Linked DNA regions of Sus scrofa: region 2 is linked to region 1. Evidence: chromatin contacts called from public HiChIP or PLAC-seq data. All regions are on one chromosome and are shown on one strand. Each heading gives the region's core, a stretch centred on a gene start, on an enhancer-like site or on the middle of the called end of the contact. The rest is flanking DNA. Distances are from core to core; before and after follow the strand shown. Region 1 holds the start of EIF2B4 (a long non-coding RNA gene). Region 2 holds the start of KHK (ketohexokinase).

Region 1 (4,241 bases), core at 774-3,273:
TAACTGCTCTCTTCTCTGTTCTACCTCAGCAGGGGTCAGAGAGAAAAGCTTCTTTGGGGGGAATGCAGGAAGCACATTGGCCCCATATTCCTTCCGAAGCTATTTGGAGAAAGAGATACAATTCTTCACACAAACACAGCAAAAGAGAAGAGGCAACACACACTCATAATGTCCTCCTGGGCTTTCCTTCCCCTGCCTCAGTTCCTGCTCCCCTGTGTCCCCTGGTCATCCAGGAAATGAGCCCTTTGGCAGAGGCAGCATCCCAAGGGAGCGCTGTCCTAGATACAGGTTCTTTCCGATCTTACTGTGTAGAAGTCAGCCTCTTCACAATACGGGGAGAGTTTGTAAAGGGCCTGGGTTTTGGGAGCACCTTGATGATCTAGCAAGGCTGTGTTCACTGAACCCTCACAGGAAGCAAAGGGCTTTGTAAGAAAGGTTTGTGTGCACAAACAAGTAATGGCTAAGTATGTTCGCGACGTGTCTTAGGACTGAGAGGGACTTTGCAGATCAACAAATCCATTTTTCAGGTGTGAAAGCCGAGGCCCAAAGAAATCAGGTAACTTGCTTAGGGCTGCACAACCAGTTATGAATAGAACCAGGACGCTGTACTGAGTTAAATACAGAGCTCACAATTTGGTGTGGAGAACGGAGAAACATTACATCATCGACACATACGGATAACTGGAACAGCTACACCCACTCAGGTGAGTCAAGGAACACAGAAGGAAACTGGTGAATGGTTTGTATGAGCAGGGAAGAGAGTTTCAAGTGGCAGCTCAGATGACAGAGGGAAAGTGCTTTGGCAGTGGAGCGGGGAAGGGTCGTCGGTTTCTCCATGCACGGACAAAGGCAGTGTACAGGCTGTGTAAGGAGGGGACCAAGAAGCAGGAAGGAGGATGTTAGTACAGGGAGGCGCAGTTAGAGGCGCAGATTCGTGGGGAGTCCCCTGGAAATGTCAGACGATGGTAAGATAAAGCACCAGATCCAACATGGCAGTGATTATGGTAGTGAGTAAAAGGGAACTACAGCCCCCGGGAAAGCGACGAGGGGGAAAATGGAGACACTGATGCCCAGGTGTAGGAAAGGGCTTGAAGCTGCCTCAAGGCAGGAGTGCTAGTCCCACCTGCTCGTGCAGCCCCAGGAGCTGACTGTAGCGCACTCGACAGTGCAGGACTCCATTCACGTGAATGTTATAGGCCTGAGGACACAAAAACAGGCAAGCATTTTAAGGTCGCGGTCTGGGCGACCCCCTTGAGAACCCTGGCCGGAAGTTGCCTGGCACAGCTCTGCCTGATTAAGGCGCCGAGATCTTCCGAAGGTTGCCAGTCTGTTTGCCCCGGAGCCAGGTCCCAAAGCAGAAGGACCGGTCCCGGGGAAACCCGGGCGCTCGGGCTGGAGTCTTCCTCCCCAAGAGGCCAGTGACGCCCACCAGAGTAGCCGCGGCCCAGTCGAGGGAGGTGACGCGGCGGAACAAAGGACCTACAGGAGCTGGGGAGACCTCTGGACGAATCTGAGACGTAATATAAGCTCCCAGCGAGGCCATCGGGAGTTGGCGGCCAGTGACCAGGCCCGAAAGGCGGCGGCCAGACCTCGGAGGCCGCTCGGAGGGCTCCGGCCCGTTATCCCCGCCCCTGCCCGGCCGGGCTCCGGCCGCTCCTCACCACGTAGGCGGAGCCGCCGCTGTCCCCGCTGCGGGACTCGGTTTCAGGAATGGAAAAGTGCATGTTCCCTGCGGCAGGGCCCGGCCGGGCTCCGAACTGTGAGGGCCGCAGTGGCTTTGCACGCTCGCCTCCGCTACTCAGCGCGTCCCCGAAGCTTCGCTCGCCATTTTTGGGCGGGGGGGGCGGCCGTTGAGATCCGAGGAGGGAAGGACTGGAGACGTCCGCTCTGGGGCGCAGCTTCCCGGGGAATCCTGGGAACTGTAGTCTAAAGGGCAAGAGCCTACTGCCGGGATTGGGAACCCAGGTTTGACTGGGCCCTTATCGCGACCCATAGCCCGGGCGGAGCCGCAGAGCACGTCGGGGCTTGTAGTCCTCTGGGTGGGGGAGCTGCGCTCCGCAGCTGTCGGCCTTGGGGGCGCTCTGGTCCCTGTGACTGCAGCGGGCGGAGCCTAGGACGGGTGATGGCTGCTGTGGCTGTGGCTGTTCGCGAGGGTGAGTGAAGGGGCGGCCGCACAAACAGGTACGCGAGCCGCCAGGCCCTGGGAGGCTACGGCTGGGCCCCGAGCCCCTCTCGGCCCTGTCGTTCGGTTCCGGCACCGCGCGGGAATCTGGTCCGCGGTGTCTCGGACGCACTCCGCCCTGCGCGTCGGCCTGTTCCTGCGGGAAGGGTGCGTGCTCTCTCCTCCCCCCGCCGCCTTTGATCCTGCTGCGCACTGCGTCCCCACGCGGATCCCTGGCTCACCTCCCGCCTGGTGGAGGAGCCGTGGTCATGCGGACCCAGCAGCCAGCTGCGTCGAGTACGAGCCCCTCTAAACCCTTCCGGAACCTCTCTGATTCACTTTGTGCCCTGTTTTCTGATGCAGACTCGGGATCTGGGATGAAGGCGGAGCTTGCTTCTCGGCCAGGGGTAAGTGAGGGTGCCCTCCCAAGCCGCCTGTCAAGCGCTACGCAGGAGGCAGTGTCAACTTATAAGCCTTATTGGTAATGTGACTGCGATCCTGGGGGAAAGGCTTCCATCCCTGTGGGCTGTTAGCTTGTAACAGGTAGCTGGTAAGAGTTAAGGAGCATTAGGGACCTTTTGGGAATCCTGTAGTGTTTATTCGTTTTTTGAAATGGTTGGGAAAAAGCAGTATTTATGTCTGTGTCTTAGGCAGGGGGGAGGGAGATGACCCAAGAAGAAAAGCTGCAGCTTCGGAAAGAAAAGAAACAGCAAAAGAAGAAACGGAAGGAGGAAAAGGGGACAGAACCAGAAACTGGCTCTGCTGTGTCTGCAGCCCAATGTCAAGGTGCGGGGGCTTTTTTAAAGGGCTGGGCTGTGGAGCTGGTAAAGGGATGTGGCGGGAGAGAAGAAGGGGAGACAGGACAAAGTTGGTTGGAACAAGTGAAGAGAGACAAAGTTTAGATAAACAGAAAAGAAGCTTTGGTTGGGGCATAGATAGTACCTGCCTGGAGCTTGGGCACCTCTTCCATCTACCCTTAGTAGGCCCGACCAAAGACCTGCCAGGACCGGACAGTCAGTTGGGCACTGCCAAGGAGAAAATTCCAGCAGGTCGGAGTAAAGCTGAACTTCGAGCTGAACGGCGAGCGAAGCAAGAGGCTGAGCGGGCCCTGAAGCAGGCAAGAAAAGGGGAACAAGGAGGGCCCCCTCCTCAGTCCTGCCCCAGCACAGCTGGAGAAACCCCTCAGGTATTTTCCCATCGTTTCAAGACCTCTGTTGGCTCTCCATTCCTGAGTTAGCTAGGGCTTCCCCACTGAAAAGCAGCTCTTCTCTCCCATTCTTCGCCTTGGTTCCCAGTTCTCTCCCCAACCTTGTCCTCCCCCTGTTTATTTTTATTTTTACTTTGTCTTTTTAGGGCCACACCTGCAGCATATGGAGGTTCCCAGGCTAGGGGTCGAATCGGAGCTGTAGCTGCTGGCCTACGCCACAGCCACAGCAACACCAGATCTGAGCTGTGTCTGCACCTATACCACAGCTCACGGCTGTGCCGGATCCTTAACCCACTGAGCAAGGCCGGGGATCAAACCCGTGTCCTTATGGATGCTAGTTGGTTTTGTTACCGCTGAGCCATGACCAGAACTCCCCCTGTTTCTTCTACTCTTTTCTCCTCCACCTCAAATTTTTTTGATGTCCCTTATAACCCTGAAAGCAAATTTCTCATCATGAGCTAGTGTCTTGAAAACACGTCTGTTTTCTTCTAGGAGTGAAGCGGCTACCTGAGCACACCCAGGTTGATGAACCCACACTTCTGAGAAGGCTTGTTAAACGGCCCGAGCGACAGCAGGTAGGGAGTGGGTTAGGTGTGTGGCCAGAAAGAGCCTAGGGAGGGAGGAAAGTTGCTCAGGGCAAAGGGAGACCCTGGGAAAGGCTGGGTATTTGGGTCAAAGTGGGCTCGCTGTCTCCTTCCCTCCCAGCATCATCCCATAGTTTTAAACTCCAGGCTCTTGGTCCTGTTCTTCTGTTTTGTCCAGGTTCCAACACGAAAGGATTATGGCTCCAAAGTCAGTCTCTTCTCCCACCTACCCCAGTACAGCAGACACAACTCTCTGACCCAGTTTATGAGGTAGGATCTTATGATGAAG
Region 2 (4,241 bases), core at 507-3,006, 250 kb after region 1:
TCTTGCCTGAGCTCAGCCTTGAACTAGGCTTTTATCCAGTTCTTAGGCTGAGACAATTGAGAGCCAGGAAGCAAGTTTTCTCTGTGTTCTAAGCACTAGACTGCACCCAGAGACAGCCACGGATTCTGCTGCACAGAAGTGGTCTTGGGATTAGAGTGTTAACGGTTTGGTTCTTATCAAGAGTAAATATAGGAACCAACACATGACTCTTCAACTTCTACCAGACAACCGAGTGGGATGGTGTCCACTATGTTGTTACTGACTGCTGTCAAAAGGATTTCTGGGAAACTTCTGGAATTCAGCACCAGGGAGAAGTCTCATGAGCCAGCTCTACCCACAACTCACAGCATCTCCAAATGTGCCTGCACAGCCAGCAAGCTCTGAGCTACAGTGAAGCTCAAACATCATGGTTTCAAATGCTCTTGAACAGTCTAACTGCATATCTTCTTGGAAGTGACCTCGATTTTCTTTTTTTTTTTTTAAAGAAACAGATGAGCTCTCTATGTGGTAAATATATTAGAAGTCAGTGCCGGTGAGAGGCGGGCATATAGGTCTTGCTATTAAAAAGGAAAAAACTGGAGTTCCGGTCGTGGCTCATCCTCATGGAAACTAGTACAGCTGAGCCACAACCGGCACATCCCTGGCCTCCCTCGGTGGGTTAAGGATCCGACGTTGCCATGAGCTGCGGTGTGGGTCTCAGACGCAGCTCGGATCCAGCATTGTTATGGCTGTGCTGTAAGGCCACCCCTAGCCTGGGAACTTCCATATGCCGCAGGTAAGGCCCTAAAAAAGACCAAAAAAAAAGGAAAACACAAAGAAACTGGCCCTGCATGCACCTTCTTAGCTGCTTGCCCTCGCATAAGTCACTGCGACTCTCGGGGTCTCTATTTGCTTACTCGGTAAAATGAGGACAATGATGTCTGACCCGGTCCCAGGGTGGAAATGGGAACCGGCGAACACAATGCACTCAAGGCCACAGGCAGAGGGCACGGGGCCCCGGCTCCGCAGCCCCGTATTCTTGGTCGCCGGGCACAAGGCGGCGGCGGCAGCGGTCCCTGAGGTTTCCGAGAGGCCCGGGCATCCCTACCTGCTGTCCGTGTCCTCCTCCGGGTACTTGTCCACCACATTGATGATGTCCAGCACCACTAGCCCCACGCACAGGATCTGCTTCTCTTCCATGAGGCCGCTCCCGGAGCTTTCTCGGCTGGCCCGGCTGACGGGCTTCCTCCCGGGCTCGGCCTCTTATCTTGGAGGATCGTGTCCCGCTCGCAGGGGCTGTCCTGGCTCCTCCTCCGCGTCCTGAGCTCCTCCTCCAGGGAGTCTCCTCCGGCGGCGAGGGGTGCAGTGGGGTGCAGGGGACGGAGCCGGGCTCCTGCCCCCCACACCCACCGACCCCAGCGGGCCTGGGAGCGCAGACCCCGAGGTCTTGGTCCCCGGCTTTCGCTCAGCAGGCTGCGCGGCCCAGGAGATGGCTCCGCTTCCCACTTCTCGCCCTCAGTTTCCTCATTTGTCCGACGGACTCCGACTACCGCAAATCTCTCTAAAGCGCGGCTGGGCACCCTCTTGAATGCCAAGACAAAGTGGCAGCAGAAAGGCATCCCTTGCCCTGCCTCCCAGCACCTAGACGGGCGGCGTGAAGCAGGGCCTCGCAGCTACGGCCCGAGCCGGGCATCCCGAGCCGCCGCGGCTTGCGCTGTCCCGGCAGCCCCGCCCCCGAGCCTCGGCCAATCCCAGCGCGAGTCTAGCCTCCGTGGTGGAGCAGCGAGGGCCCGCGAGGTGAGCGGCGGCGGTCACGTGACGGCAGGCCCGCCTAGCGGCGCCGCGGTCCCGGCTTCCAGCGCCCTCTGGCGGACGCCCGCAGCAAGGGCGCGACCAGGAGGCAGGCCCCGCTGCGGCTCCAAGGGGGCGGGAGCCCTTCTGGCCCGCGCGTCCGGAGCAAGGGCTGGCAGAGCCACCCAGGCAGAGCGCAGAGCTCAAGCGGGGTCCGGGGTCCCAGGCTCTCTCGCCCCGTCCCCTGTGTACGCCTGTCTACGCTTGAACACACGCTGGAGTAAACGGCCTTTTTTTGTTGTATTTTGTTTTTTTTAGAAAAACCAAATGTCTTTATTCCTGAATAGTTTAGTATGGCGGTGGGGTCCCGAGGCCCCTCGAGAGAGAGCCCTGGAGCCCAGGGACTCGGTCTAGAGGCCAGCTGGGGGAGCAAAGGGTGCGAGGATTGGCTCCTCCGCAGTCCGGGTCTTGCAGGGGACGGCGATCAGTCCGAAAGTCTGAACGAGGGAACCCGAGTCCCCGACCCGGCGCGCTCCGACCGTGGGAAGGAGGCTGCTCCGGGCGCCTGTGCCGCGGCGGGTACGGAAACGGCGGCTCGCCCGGAGTCAGCGCCCAGTCCCAGGCGAGACCCGGCGAGCCCGCCGCCCCCGCTGGCTCTTTGGCGGGCGGTAGCCGGCGGCCCAGCCCCCTGTCTACACCTGTTACAGCTCCTGGTCCTCGTAGAGCAGGGCTCCGCTGAAGATGGTGAGCGGCTCCTCCGAGTGCGCCAGCTGCCCCATGACCAGGTCGATGCAGACCGTATCCCCGGCCTGCAGCGGCAGGATAAGGCTGAAGACGCCTAGGGCGCCCGGGCTGGGCTGGCTCTCGGCCACCGGCTTATTCTCCAGGCCCTCAGGCTCGTAGCCACCGGAGTCTATGCGGGCCACACCCAGGTTGGAGCGCGACAGCACGGCCTCCACTTTCTCGTGCCGATGCCCAGTCAGCACCGCACTCAGCAAGTAGCGTCCAGCCAGAGGGGCGGTGAACACGCCTGGGGACAACGGTGGCAGTCAGGAGGGAGACAGGTGGCAGGGGCCAGGAAGGTGTCTGGGAGCCCATCCAGAGCTCCTAGACTAGGGAGGGGCCCACTGGGAGCTTTGCCTCCCTTCTGCGAGAATGTAAGCTCCACAACAGCGGGGAAATGGGTGCTTTGTTCATTTCTGAATCGCCAGCATTTAAAACAGTGCCTGGGCAAGAGCAGGCCGCCCATAAAGAGCTGTGGGAAGATGGGCTCTTCCCTTCCCACCCCAGTCCTCAGCCCTCTGGTGAGAATGATGAAATGAAGGAAAGATTAATGAAGATTAAATGATTGAAGATTAAAAGATTAAATGAAGGAAATGACTAATGAAGGAAAGAACAAGGGTCTCCCCAAACCAGAGAATGAAAAGATTCAGCTTGTCTGAAGAGGCAAGAGCGCGGGCATCACTGCCCCGCCTCCCTGATTCCCGCAGTGCCCAGCCGCCCACTGCCCAGCTTACCAGTCTGTGGATCATAGTAGCCCCCGTCATTGAGCAGGACTCTGTCAAAGGGCACTGTGCCTGGTTCGGACCGGGGCAAACTCAGGGCAGCTGAAAACGCCACCCGGGGCACAGAGGCTGCTGGTGCCCCCTCCACTCCTGGGTGGGGGTGGGGAGGGTGTCAGAGAGGATGCTTGGTGCAGAGCTGCCCAGCCCCCTCCCCTCCCAGGTCTCGACCCTCAGGGCTGCCTGAGGTTTTCCGTCTCCCCAACCCTAATTCAGTTCCCCTCCCTCCCGCATTGAGTGAGAGGAACTTACCCTGTTCACCTTGGGGACCTGTGGGAAGAGGAAACAGAGTAATGAGAAGTACGTCAGCTCTCGTTAAGTCACTCAGCAAACATCTCCCACTGTGCTAGGGGCTATGCAGACTCCAAAGCCCCTGGCTGCAGCAAGAGGTATCGAGAAAAGAAGGAACAGGGGTTCCCTGGTGACCTAGTGGTTAAACGATCTGGCATTATCACTGCTGTGATGCTGGTTCCATACCTGGCATGGGAACCTCTATGTGCCTGGAGCATGCTCCCCCCAAAAAAAGAGCAAGCAAAGACGGAATAGATAGGATCCATTCTGTTCCAACTGCTGGGCCATAAGCCCAGCCCCCAGCCTTTCACACCTCCTCAGCCCTGCACAGGCTTAGCCTTAGTCTTCAACGCAGCAGTAAGGCCACCATAGCCACTTGGCCAACAATGACTATCCTAGCTCCTCGTCACTTTGCTAGTCACTATCAGCCATGTAGAAGCCCCAATTCCCCCCCGCCCCCGTCAAGTTCAGGTTGGAATGTCAAGCCCCGGGCTGCCCAGGGGGGTGGGAACACTGGTTGCAGCAGGGATCTCAGCCCACATACCTGGTGGCCCGATGGGCCCCTTTTCGCCATCCTTGCCTGGAGGTCCTGGAGGTCCAGCAGGGCCTGGGGGTCCC

Evidence for each region. HiChIP or PLAC-seq counts read pairs in DNA pulled down with a chosen protein or histone mark.
Region 2: an H3K27ac HiChIP or PLAC-seq map of alveolar macrophages shows a contact between it and region 1. The contact joins the promoter of KHK here to the promoter of EIF2B4 in region 1. A contact is called at or near these places in 2 of 5 promoter capture datasets (fetal skeletal muscle and liver), 3 of 47 Hi-C or Micro-C datasets (heart right ventricle, liver and skeletal muscle) and 2 of 2 datasets of contacts at active chromatin or transcription factors (alveolar macrophages and skeletal muscle).

What each region holds. Positions count from the first base shown.
Region 1 is chr3:111,779,638-111,783,878 of Sscrofa11.1, forward strand. EIF2B4 (a long non-coding RNA gene) reads left to right here and starts at 2,024. Exons shown (of 13, transcript XR_002342807.1): 1 at 2,024-2,153; 2 at 2,525-2,568; 3 at 2,812-2,947; 4 at 3,142-3,346; 5 at 3,859-3,943; 6 at 4,131-4,222. It overlaps SNX17 (sorting nexin-17), which reads right to left and starts at 1,908. Exons shown (of 16, transcript XM_021087689.1): 1 at 1,662-1,908; 2 at 1,124-1,198; 3 at 1-99. The coding sequence starts at 1,724.
Region 2 is chr3:112,029,859-112,034,099 of Sscrofa11.1, forward strand. KHK (ketohexokinase) reads right to left here and starts at 1,757. Exons shown (of 8, transcript XM_003125300.4): 1 at 1,088-1,757. The coding sequence starts at 1,179. It overlaps EMILIN1 (EMILIN-1), which reads right to left. Exons shown (of 8, transcript XM_003125303.4): 5 at 4,168-4,241; 6 at 3,585-3,602; 7 at 3,288-3,425; 8 at 2,052-2,800. The coding sequence ends at 2,472.